Linked DNA regions of Anas platyrhynchos: region 2 is linked to region 1. A link is a contact called in public Hi-C data. All regions are on one chromosome and are shown on one strand. Each heading gives the region's core, a stretch centred on a gene start, on an enhancer-like site or on the middle of the called end of the contact. The rest is flanking DNA. Distances are from core to core; before and after follow the strand shown.

Region 1 (6,211 bases), core at 2,705-5,204:
CTAAAATTTCATTCACAACAAGAAAAAACACTTTCTTTCTCTGCCAAGACCAAATCTATGACTCAAGGTTTCAGGACAGGGATCAGGGCCATGTTCCCACAGCTCTCCTGCGTGGCTGCTCCTGCCCATGATGTCCTGAACAGGCCCCATTGAGCTGGTGGTAGGATTTCCAGCTGTGGCAAGTGAAATGGCACACTGTTTTCACTCTCACTGTGCTTTCCCTTAGATTTCAGACATCCTGACTCGTCCTAAAAGCTTCTCAGCACTGCCTGCCTCGTGGGCTCTTCCCAGCTGGGTGCATGCAGGCAGCAGCTCCCCAAGCTGCAGCACCGAGTACCTCTTTCATGGCAGCTATCTGTGGTGCCCACTTGAAAAAAATAAGGAGAAGAAGAAGAAAAGACGAGGATGATGTCAGCGCTGGCTGCCAGCGAGCAGCAGAGCCGCACAAAGAGGCCACTTTCCCTCTCCCCTCCTCCTCTGCCAAACAAACGGGTAAAAACAAGGCACCGCAGCCTGTTGCTGAGATGACGAGGCCTCAAGAACATGCAGGTGTTGCGTGGAGGACAATGAGCTCCACAGTCTGAGCTGCTCAAAACAATGTCCTCCGCGGGCCCCGAGGACGGGAAGAAATTCCCTGGGGAACTCGGAGGCCGGGGGGTGAGGCTGGCAGGAGGCGGGGGGGACTCCTCCGTGCTCTCCCCCATGATCTCCCCACAGAAAAGCACCCCCTGACTCATGGACTTCACCTCCCACAGGGCTCAGCTAACTTTGCCCAGTGCTCCTTTTGCTCATGCCTTAGGTCGGAGCATTTGAGGCCCAGCCCGGCCTAACCCGGCCCGCTTGGAGGCTTGGAGGTGGCACCATGCAGCACCACAAGCGCCTTACCCAGGAGGATGATGAGGATCCCTCCCAGCTGGGAGCGGCGGTACTTGGCGGCTCCGGGCTCGTGGCCCATGCGGATGCAGGGCAGGACGGTTATCAGCAGGAAGATGGCAGGAAGGCCCAGGACGGAGGCGGCGATCATCAGTGCTCGACACGCTTGGACGTACCCTGTTAGTGGGGCAAGGAAATGGGATTTTGATTATTCGTCTCAAGAGGTGGAGAACTTTGGGTGAAGGTTCCTGCCTGATGGGCTCAGAACATGTGCATGGAGTATTGGAGATGGGTTCAAGCCACTGTGTGAATAAATATTGACAGTGAGACTGCGGTACCATGCTTAGTGCATGAATAGCGCATTTCAAGCTCAAAATTTCCCACAGCATAAGGAGCACTGCCTGGAAAACACAAACCCTTCCCAGCAAGATGTGGAGACATCATGGAGCTGGGAAATAGGGGAAGGGGCGGCAAAGGAAACTGGGAGGAAGGATCTTTTGAATCTCTTCAGCCTTGAATAAATAACTAGAATGTAAAGACTCAGAGATCAGCTTGCTACCACCAGATGAAGATTGTGGTCAGGAGGGCCGCAGTGCTGAAGACCCATCACTCAAACATGCAGGTCCATGAGATACTGCCACCAGGAGAAGCTGAGGACCGGGGAGAAGGAGGGACAGCAACCAGGGTCACACAACAGGAGTCCAGCTGACCACCGGCACTGACAGAGGAAGAGAAATAACTGCACTTTGTAGAGTTATTTGAGCTCTCACAGCCAAAGCCAAGCTATTCATCTGGGTCCCTCTGGACATCACGGGATCCCCTGGCCTTCCATCAGGCACCACCGCCCTTCCTGTCCCCTGCAGCAGCAGCAGGCAGCACAAGGCAGCGAGGGACAACAGGGGCTATGCAGGGCAGGCTATTTCTGCCCGTCTGTGAGGGACTGTGTCAGAACATATTGAGTTTTGAGTACATATAGCTCTCGGGACAGCCCCCACGGAGTGACAATGCTGGCTCTCTTTCCCCTCCTGTTAACAAGATGAAGCTGCCACACGCAGACACGGTGTTTTGTGATGCCTCAAGGAATAGCAGCAGATGAGTGCCTCAAGCAAATCCCACCAACATATGGATAAGAGAGCAGCAATGAGGATTTCACTCCTCCTGAAAAGGCAGAGCCCAGGTATAACAAACATTTCATTGATTTTTCAGCAGGAAACTGAGAAAAACAAAGTTCTCTAAGGGGTTAAGGGCAGAAAATGAGAAAACAAAGAAGATGGCAATGCCCAGTGTGGTTTCTGTGTAATCGATCTCAATCAAACATGCACACAAACACACCAGTTTAAGGACTTGGCTCAGTCAATGAAAGACTCTAAATACAATTCAGCGAGCAGGCAGAGCAAGGACGAATTTCTCTCGTGGACAGCTATGGGTCTCAGATGAGTTACAAGCAAAAGAATCTTGCTTTGTGATCTGTTTCTGCTGAAAAGAAACATTTCTTTCTTTTGATGAAAGACTTATTTACTTATTTATTAAATTTCATTCAATACTGTTTCTTCTGGGCAAGCTTTTTCTCTCTCTTCTGTGCTGCTTAACAATAGTAGCTATAAGGAAAGTAAATCTACTAAAATATAAGTATACATGCACAGAAGGGAAAAATAGGAGCTGGTCTGAGAGATTCAAAGTTGCCGAACACTGTGTAATACTGACTAGGCATCGTATCAGAGAGTATTTCAGAAATAATCTTTCTAACAACTGTAAAATTATTTCCACAACAGTTTAAACAAATAAATAAGGAAAAATGAATGAAAGCTACAAGGAATGGTTATTTCTGCCCTGCCAGTTTAGGAAGGGGCACCTCTGAAATTCTTGATGATGTGTACTCTAAAATGTAGCAGAACAAAGAAACACCATAGAGTTAACAGCAATTTAAATAGGTAAAATCATTAGGTAAAATAATTAACTGAACTTACAGGGACAGGATCACACAAAGATGGATTTAGTTAGCTCAAAAGATGTACTAACACTGACGGAACACCTTGCTTAATGTTTGCTTTGCAGTAAACTAGATGAAAATTACTATATGATTAGAAAGTATCATGACAAATTAAGGGTAGTTATATCTCTTTACTGTGTAAAAGCTCTGTCTTGTGTTAGAACATATCCGAAGCACAAGACCGTCAAGACCGATGACAATCTTTCAGAAGATTAAAAGCCATAGCAGCATTAATAATAGATGCCAAAAGATTCATTATACTCAAAATCATTTCAAGGAATTGATCCTTAACATTTGTAACAGTTCATCATCATCTCAAAGTGAAATTTGAAATACTCTCTTAGATCTCAATATACCATGTATGTTTTGCAGTACAACCTGGAAATGAGACGTGAAAGAAACGGCGAGTGTTTATTAAGGGCAATGATTGATAGCGTTAAGTGGATTTTAATAGCCAGAGATAACACATCATACCTAGGCACGATTAAAACCAGGTAGAACTTAATGGGTATCATGTTAAGGGCTATCACTCCTTAGCATACTTAATGGACCATCTCCCAGGCTGATGAAGCAGAAGGAGCTTCGCCAGCATTTCACCCCACGGCAGGACCGCACAGAGCAGCACCTTGGGGCAGGAGGGACGAGGGCACGGAGGGGGACACGTACCTGGCAAGATGAGGATGTCCACGAGGGGCTTGCAGTGGTAGAGGCCTGTCGCCATGACGCAGTCTGCCCACAGCCCCTTGGAGCCCAGCTCGTCCATTTTCCTGCAGGTGGTGATGGTGTAGCCGCACGTCACCACCCAGTCGTTGGTGGCCGTCGCCACCACCACCCCGATCCACCCGATGAAACTGCAGACAAATCCAGCCAGGTGCAGGCAGGTGGCCACCATGGCGATGAGGCCCTGGTCCTACAAGCTGGGCAGGAGAGCAGGGACAAAGCTTTGGCAGAGGAGGCTGCGGGGCTGTGCGAGGCAGGGCAGGATGCTTGCTGCTGGGACCTGCCGCCAGCTGGGAGCGGGAGGGACTGGACTTTGGTGGGAAGAGGTCTCCGAGCACACATCGGGCTGCCTCTGCCCAGCTCCCTCCCTGGGAGGGGTCAGAGCTGCCTCCAGCCCCACAGCGCATGGGAGGAGCAAGGGGGGAGCCCCAACTTCTGGCAGCTCATCGCAGGGAGCTGGAGGAGGAGGAGGATGCGGACAGGGGATGCAGAATCTCCCTTCCAGTGCTCAGATGACAAAACAGGCTACTTTATTCATGTGCAGACAGCCTGGCTGCTGAAAATTCAGGCTCGAGATAAAAACCGAAGCGGTGTTTTAGGGCTGAAGACAAACGATCACACTTCTGTCACGTCATGGAAAAATAAGGCAAGAAACGTGGTGGACAGAGTTACCCGAGAGACGGAACTGATCGTCTCCCCAGAGCCACCGGCACTCCTGCAGTAAATGCACATCATCGGTCTTGTTTCTTTTCTGATGTTTATGTTTATGCAAAACATAAAAGAGCCATCTCCGCGTTCTCTCATGCCTGAGGTTTCAAAAGTCTTAATTAACACTCTCAGAGTCTTAAGTTTGCTTTAGGCAGCACCTCATTTCCATTTTTAAACACTAACATTTAGAATAAGTGGCTTTTTACTCAGACTCATTATGGGCATAACTTTTAGCCTACCTCATAAAACAAAGAAGAGCCCGTTTCCAAATGTGAAAAGGAAAACTTCACAGACAATCCTGTATCTGCAGAAACAGGCAGACGCTATTTTCCCGTTTTTACTTTGTATTTTTGCAAACACATTTATGTTATTGGACGCCAACACATCCCTAAAGAAATTTCATCACCGTGTGTCCACCACAGCTTCTGATTTTGCAGAGGGTTTGGATTTACACGGAAAAAAACGTGCCTGGGGAGACCACTAGCGGAGTGCATCCTGCACTGCATCGGGCAGGGGAAAAATCAGATGCAAAATACCAAACAGTGACTGATTCATTCCTGTGGCTGTTGATGAAACAGAAATATTGAAAGCCATGCTCCAGGGTTAGTAAATCGTGAATGAAACATATCCTGCTCTCCATCCAGCAGTATTCTTCCCGTTCCTTAGCAAACAAAGTAAAAACCACGAATGAGACCATGCAGAGCCTTATTTTTCACATTCCTGAGCATCACAATTCAGGGGCCACAGCTTTGTTTCATCATAGCCTCATCTGAACACTGTAGTTACTGCCTAAACAGTACTACAGGGATGAAAATCACCTGTAAAGAGGAGCTTTTATAATAAACACAAATTTAATGGTTGCTTTTGCATTATATATTTGCTTACACTCCTTGTCGTTTCATTTTCTGTGCCTGGTTAATTGCATTTTTGTGAAGCCACGCTGCCTGCTGTCTTGCCATTGACTTCCTCGATGCTTACTGCTGTTATTTATGTCCAGGTGCCATCTCCACATTGTCCAGGGGTTGGTTCTAGGTGGATTTAATCTTTCCCTCAAAATACGTTTGCTATTCAGGAGATAAACATCATCTCTCGAGTGAAACTCGTATTGTTCTTCTTGGAAGACATGATTGTGTTCAACAGATCACAGCACCATCTCCTAGATTTGAAACCACGTAATCCTGTGGGTTTTACAAAACCTGGGAACTCCTTAGAGCCACTGTAGGGCAGAGTTTCCATCAGCAGTAAATAAAAATATTTTTCAGCAAATAAAGTATAATTATCATTTCTGATTTTAAATGGTTATACATCGCGGCGTTTTGTATGGTGATGTGTGTTATTTTCTTCATTACTGATCTAATAAGGAGAGGTGTGAACAACTCAAACATTGCTGGAGCAGTTAAGTAGCAACAAAAGCTGTGCACCGGAGAACATGCCAAATACACAAGTGGTTGTATTTACACATACAAATACCAACTCTTTGTTGAGATACAGAGAAATGTTACTGTCGATATCTTCATGGAGCCCTACAAGGCTTAGGAAACGGACTCACTGTGAGGGAGACCTTGTAGGTTTTGCTAAAAATGCCCTTTATAAAGTGGGGAGCTGCTGCAGGCTGTGGGAGTTCTGCTAACAAAGCTTCAGTGGAATCAGGTCTTAATTTATTGTGATCAAAGCAAGGCAGATTGTCTTCTCTAAAAAAGCACCGTTGTTAAACACCTTCAGAAAGTCACATTTGTATCTCAGTGTACAAAAACATTACGGAGACAAGCGTTGTGACATTACAGTTTTTTATTTGTTTTTGAGTCCACAATCTGTACATGTATTTACATGGCATGAAAATGGATAACAGCACAAAATACAATTGAGGTATAAGCTAAGAGCACAGTATGTCATGTTTCAATAAATATAATTCAAAATTTG
Region 2 (6,211 bases), core at 1,361-3,860, 250 kb before region 1:
CTGTTTTAATAATCCAGAGGCATTATGAAAGGCCCAGACAGAAACAGTCCGTCTCCAAAATAGAATTAACTTGCCACTGTCCCTTTTAACTTTCAGTAAAGGAAATTCAACATTGAGAGAGGAAAAAGCAGATTACTGTTGACCTCCAGGGGGAAAAGAGATGAATAAAGCATCAGTGGCATTTCCAAGCTCTCCTGCAAACTGAAAACATGTTAACTTCTCTGTTTCTTAGGTTTCTTCTCCCTCTTCAGATGCCACAGGGCACCTGGCACGGGGCTGGGCCCGGCAGTCGCTGCTAGCAGCAGCCACCAAAAAGCCGTGTTGTCTCCGTTCTTATCTCAGTGTGAAGTTGGCATACGACCAGGTGTAGCTTTGAAGTGAGAGGGTTTAGGACCTCGTACGGCTTTATGACGAGGATCCAGTGTGACGTGGGGGCCCTAGAGGTGTGAGGGAGAGCTGAAATTAGGCACCACTGCTGCTTTTGCTGTTTTCTGTCTCACACACAGGCATGCCATGTTTTCACTGGGCATGACTTCATCCCCATCCATTAGCCCATTAAAAATACAGGTAAAAGGCAGCTTACGGGCTACAGCTGGCATAAATTGCAAAGGGGAGGCTCAGGTGCACTGCCTCCACTGAGGGCAGTGGCAAAATTCCCTTTGACTTCCCTACAGCCACAGAGTGTGCTTGATGAAAGACTCACAAAGCCTCTAATTTGATCGCTCCTCGCTGAGCAGAAATGCAGCCCACGCATGCCTCGAACAAAAAGAGCAATCACTGCTACATTTAATAGACACACGCTTTCCAGGACAGCTTTCTCCAGCCGCTTGTGCCAAGACCGTTCCTGCCTCTCCCCACAGGTAAGCCTCTGCAGCCAACGTGCCCACAGACATCCCGAGCCAGAGAGGGACAGGAAGAAATCCTGCCCTCTGCACCAAGCAGGTCTGCTCCTTGGGCCCTCGTTAGCCATCTATTTGTGCACTGAGCTCTCAATAAGTCGTCAACTTTTTGATTAGTGTCAGCCTTTTGCATGTGTGAAATCTCCAGTACCTCTTGGTTATTTTTGTAGAGGACGAAAGCAGGGAAGGAAGAAATAAAAGGTTTTGTCAGACAGGTCCAAAGGCACCTAAAAAAACAGGTTTCTTCTCCCTGCTAAAAATCAATCTGTTTTTGTTTCTCTGCAATTGTGCCAGCTCTTCAGGTTCTCAAGTACATCTCTGAAGCACTGGTGCAGTGGAGCGAAGGCTTTAAGAGCCCGAATCCCAACAGCAGTGTGAGTGAAATGCTCAATTTTTATTTTTTTTTTATTGGAAAAATTAAAAGTGACAGTTTCCAAATTGGTTCCACTGCTCTGATTGATTACTCAGAATATTTAGCTCAAAATGATTATGGTAAGACTTTCTGCTGAGCCTCATGGCCGGGGTGGAAATTAAGTTGGAGAGAGGAGTGGGGGGGAAAGTTCTGAAAAAAGAAGAAATTATTCTGCAAGGGAAATAGCTTATACCCAGGATCAATGGTGAGTAATCTCTCCATATTCAGCCTGATCTCGATAATTAAACATCCTGTTACCACTTGAGGACAAAGGAGGGGAAGACAGCATTATCAGGCCCTGACAGGTTTCTGTTATCTGGAGCTCAGCAGTGCCCGGAGGAAGCGAGGAGCGGGGCACGTGCTGCTGGTGGCCTTTCCCTGTGGCGTGTCCCTGCTGGGAGAGCTGCTCTGGGCCAAGCTGGGTGGCTGGATAAGGGCAAGGAGGGCCGGATCCTGCGGGGTGGATGGGTTTGGGGTCCTGGGTGAGGGTACAGCTAGGAGGGCAGTGGGGGCACAAGGGAAGCTCTGGCAAGAGCTATCCCCATCTCTTCAGCTGGAGGAACCACCAGGGCCACATCCGTGGCTGCACCAGATCTTTGGCACCCAAGGGTGCTCTGCACCAGGTCACGGTTCCTGAACTGAGTGATCATCCAGCCAGAGACCAATCCTCCAGCCCCCTCCTGCTCTGCTCCGGCTGTGCTGCCTTTGGTGTTTATCGCATTCCTCTGGTTTATCTCACCAAACAGACAGAAGAGTATTTCTGTTCTCTTTGCTGGGCTGGCATCCTGATTTCCTTCTCTACCAGCCCAGCGTACGTGGAGAGACCCCAGCCAGGCCTTGCAGGCTGGAATGTGAGTGTGGTGTGTCCCCAGCACCAATGTAAAGTGCATCTTCATGAGGGGACTCGGTGTAATCACCCAGCATCTTTTAATTTTGCCTTGAAAGATGGTTTGAGACTTCACATTTTCTTCATGTTTTAGGATCACGTTTTAGACGTGTTTCCCTTTCACATAGATGGATGGCTAATGGAATCGAACACAAAGCTGTGTAACCTCAGAAACATGAAGTAGCTACCGTATATGGAATTCATTTTAAGCACAACAATGGCTGTTTTTGTGTGGAAAAGCCCGGTTTGGGCCAGTAGCAGACGCGGAAGCGAGAAACTCTGGAAAGGACGGCAGCTATCGCCACAGGGCCGGCCCAGTGCGGCAGTCGGAGGCTGCTTGTGAAGACCACCACGTTTGTTAGCCCCCAGCCTGCCCGAGGAGGCTGTGCTGGAGCCCTGCGGAGCGAGGCCTGCAGGGGGTGCTGCGGCCTAACGCAGCCGCGGCCTCGCGCAGCGCCGCAGCCCGGGGCCTGCCCCTGCCCCCCGGGGGCCGCAGCCCGGAGCCTCCCGGCCCCCCGAGTGCTGCCTCCGCCTTGCCCAAAATACACCCAAAATACACCCAAAATACATCCCCCTGCCGGGAGTGCATCCGCCTTAGGTCTCGGGCAGCTCGCTGCGGTGTATATATCCGGGTGTTTCCTTGCAGGCCGTGTCTGTGTGGTATCAGTTGTGCTTGCAGACCGATGCCCGGCTGCAGGGTGGTCGCATTGTGCACAGCCACACACCCCAGGGATGTCTCCTGACATCCAGATGGGTACAGGCCGGGGTGGCTGAGCAGCCAGCGCCTGTACGGAATAATGAATCGGTCACTGAAGCCTCCACGGCGGCTCCAAGCTCTTGGGTTGCATGTGAGTGTGTCGAACTGCGCTAGCTACTTATTACCCTAAGAAAGCCTGAATCACCCGAATCACTCCAAATTTGGTTTCCACTGTGTCTGTATACTTTGTGTCTCACCATTTCATTATTATTATTTTTACTGTAACAGAAAGATTTACACAGAAATCACTTAAAATGCCTCAGCAGGAGCAGTCTCCCCGAGCCAAGACATACTGCTTCAGAGACTTTTTTTTTTTTTTTTTTTTTTTTTTTTTTTCCCCCAGTACAATCAAAATCCAGTTGTCAGTGTCCTCATGGATCCAGTCCTGAGACAAGTCTCAGACCAGCACCTGCTCCCAGTATGTTACTGGTGAGGACAGCAGCCACAGCAGCAGAGCTGTTAGGCATTTCCTTCCCGGGTCCCAGCACCCTGCGATGCTCAGGGACCCAGAAGCACATCATTTCTCTGCCCTGGAAATCTGACAGCCTTATATAGGGCAGAGCAGACTGTGAAAATGGAGGTGATATTCATCCTCATGATGGGCAAGAATCTCATGTGCAGGTTTTTTTTTTTTTTTAACTGATCATTTTCCTGTCCGCTGTCAAATCCCCGTAGGAAAGCCGTGTGTTGCTGTGTCACATGAAGGACATGCCTCGCATACGGAGAAGATGAAATTCTGGGAGGGGAGCAGCAGACAGAGGAGCAGAGAGCCCAGGGGCCGTGCTGACCTTCCTGGGGACGAAGAGCTGGGGCTGCAGTGCCAGGGACAGCGGTGTGGCACTCACTCTCCTGCTCCCTGAGCTGGGGCGCTGCCACCAGCATAAACCACCCTCCTGCCTGGCTCTGCTGTTTCAGGAAATTAGTCCGGTGCATGGCATGATGTCAAACACTTCCCTGAGGTCCGGATACGTTTTATTCACTGTTTGATCATTGTCTGCCGGCTCAGAAGACCGGAGCATATTTGTTAGCTAAGGATTTCCTTTTAGGGAACTGGCGGCTGATTACACTGGCTGTGTCTGACGGCATGTAAGCTAAGCTGTCACCCACATTTCCAATGTTTTACTGCTGGTAGGGCTACAGCAGGGCTGTAATTGAGGCGAGGTGTGGAGGCACGGGTCTCCTGCGACCATGCAGATCACATCTGCTGCATCTCCAGGTCCTCTGAATTTACCTTTGGTTTCTTTAATCCTCCCAGGGATCATATTCTCAGACTTGCTTTCCTAAGGCAAAGATCTTCAGTTGCTTATCTCTTCTTAAGTAAGAACTAAAGGTCATGTATAGATATGTGGTTCCGGGATCTGCAAAAATGCTGAATGTAGTGAGATTTATGAGATGAATGAAGTGAACTGGCTCCGTTGCCCTGCCATGGTGACACACGCTTGGAAGAACCCTGCCTCTTGCACAGGACATCATGTTCTCCTTTTGTTCCTTATAAGTCTGCAAAAAGAAGTTAATGTAGGGCTTAATGGTACACAGCCTCTTGCTAGATTTCTGATTTCAGCCATTTCCCTGTCCAGGTGTGTTAGCAGGTGTCCAGCATCTTGGTGATCAAACTGAAAAAAAAAAAAAAAAAAAAAACATTTCCAGCACTACCTGAAGTAATGCCATTTTTACCCTCTAAGTTTCTTTCTCTCTGATTAAACAGTTGTTGCTTTTCTTGGTTTTACTGTGTTTAACCTCAACATCGGTATTAGGCTGATGTGCTCCTTATGTTCCTAGATTCCTTAGTCTGTCAGGACCTGAAACAGCATACAGGCAATACTGGTAAAGGTGAGCACAGCTGTTTTGCATGCCTGGAAGAAGCTGTTGTCTTACAGGTTTTTTTCATTATCTTTATTAGTCAATTTTAGGTCAGCTGCATCTTGACTCTTACACTAGATCATGTTAGAGACAGAAAAGACAAAACAAAGGCTGAAAGAGAGCCTGCGTGTTTCAGGAGCCCAAGTGCTATTTCCCAAAAGCAATGTGTGTTTTTAGCACTCAAAGTGCCATCAACTAGCAGGTGAACTAGCTCTCAATGCTCTGTTTTGCAGAGGAAAAGCCTAATTCCCCTTCAGCAAACAGCCTGTGCCAGCTACACCACTTGCAAAACTCATACTTTGCTGTGTATGTCACTGAGGTGCTTCTGAGAGCATGATTGCTCTTAAATCACCAAATCCACCACCTGCCTATGTAGCGGATAGTGGATTTTCTGTTTGAATATGTCCACCTTGCTTCTTAATTTATTGTGTAAAGAACTGAAATCTTCTTTAGCAGTGAAGTAATCCAGAGATATTTTGCATAGAGCATGCATCTTGGCGGGGTGCTGTGGATCAGAAGGGTTTATCTCCGTGGAGGCGTACGCAGCTCGCTGCTGTCTTAAGGCTTGAGGATTTCACCAGTGGGCTCACCTCACCTACTGACCACCTGCCCCGAGACCTCTGATGCTGCTGCTTGCAGCAAATCCACATCACCCTTAGCTGTGTCTCACTCTGCCTCATCCATCTCTGTGTCCCCTCCCTGTGACAGCCTGGATCTGTGCCCTCAGCGGTCACCCTGCACGTCACGGTGGATTTGGTCCGTTCCCCCTTCATCAGTCAAGGCACACGCAGAGATTGCTACCTGGTTATTTTATTGATGTATCAGTTGTTTTACAGGAACACCTTTGACTTTATTTTGTGCTGGGCTGTCATTTATGCCAGGTAAGGAAAATTGCACGTTTTCAGCACTCAGGACTCTTTCTCTTCCAGATATTGCTTCCCCGTGTTCAGTGCATTGTGTATATGCTATTAAAAGTCAAGTGGTGTATAACGGATGTCAGGGAGTGAATCAGCTGGGGAAATACCCTCAGTTTCCCCCAGATGCTGCTGCAGCCTCCTCTCCAACCTTTCTTCATGGTGGCTGATTTTTACAGCCCTTTTGATGGGCACCACTTACCATCAAAACAGGCTTCATCTCATCCAACAGACAGAGGCACAAAGCTCTCTCCTGCCTTTGCCACTGCCCCAAGCCTTTCAGCTGGCTTCTCTGCAGAGGCTGGTTTGGAAAAGCCCCAGTAGCCATGCAGCATATAGACAAATGTCGTGCTAACAACTGGTATCAAGGGTATGGTCCCACCTCCAGACTCTGCTATCAGACGCAGAAATATCAGATAAAGCAGGAACTTGAGTAATGCAGATTAAATTTGACCTGACCTTTTCAGTAAACAGAGGAATGGA

Evidence for each region. Hi-C and Micro-C count contacts between places; a contact is called where the count stands out from the background.
Region 2: a contact with region 1 is called in a Hi-C map of subcutaneous adipose tissue, with 3 times the contacts expected there. The contact joins the enhancer-like site here to the promoter of CLDN11 in region 1. A contact is called at or near these places in 3 of 8 Hi-C or Micro-C datasets (liver, skeletal muscle and subcutaneous adipose tissue).

Annotation. Positions count from the first base shown.
Region 1 is chr9:4,949,224-4,955,434 of IASCAAS_PekinDuck_T2T, reverse strand. CLDN11 (claudin 11) reads right to left here and starts at 3,954. Exons shown (of 3, transcript XM_027464263.3): 1 at 3,530-3,954; 2 at 886-1,050. The coding sequence starts at 3,755. It overlaps SKIL (SKI like proto-oncogene), which reads right to left. Exons shown (of 9, transcript XM_072042358.1): 9 at 6,062-6,211.
Region 2 is chr9:5,197,295-5,203,505 of IASCAAS_PekinDuck_T2T, reverse strand. No RefSeq gene overlaps it. Among named protein-coding and RNA genes, the nearest start is that of TNIK, 9.1 kb to the right of the region's middle. Within about 2 kb of position 2,610, at least 2 of the 8 cell types and tissues checked have an H3K27ac peak or open chromatin away from gene starts, as enhancers often do. A contact at or near this core is called in subcutaneous adipose tissue, where this site is marked.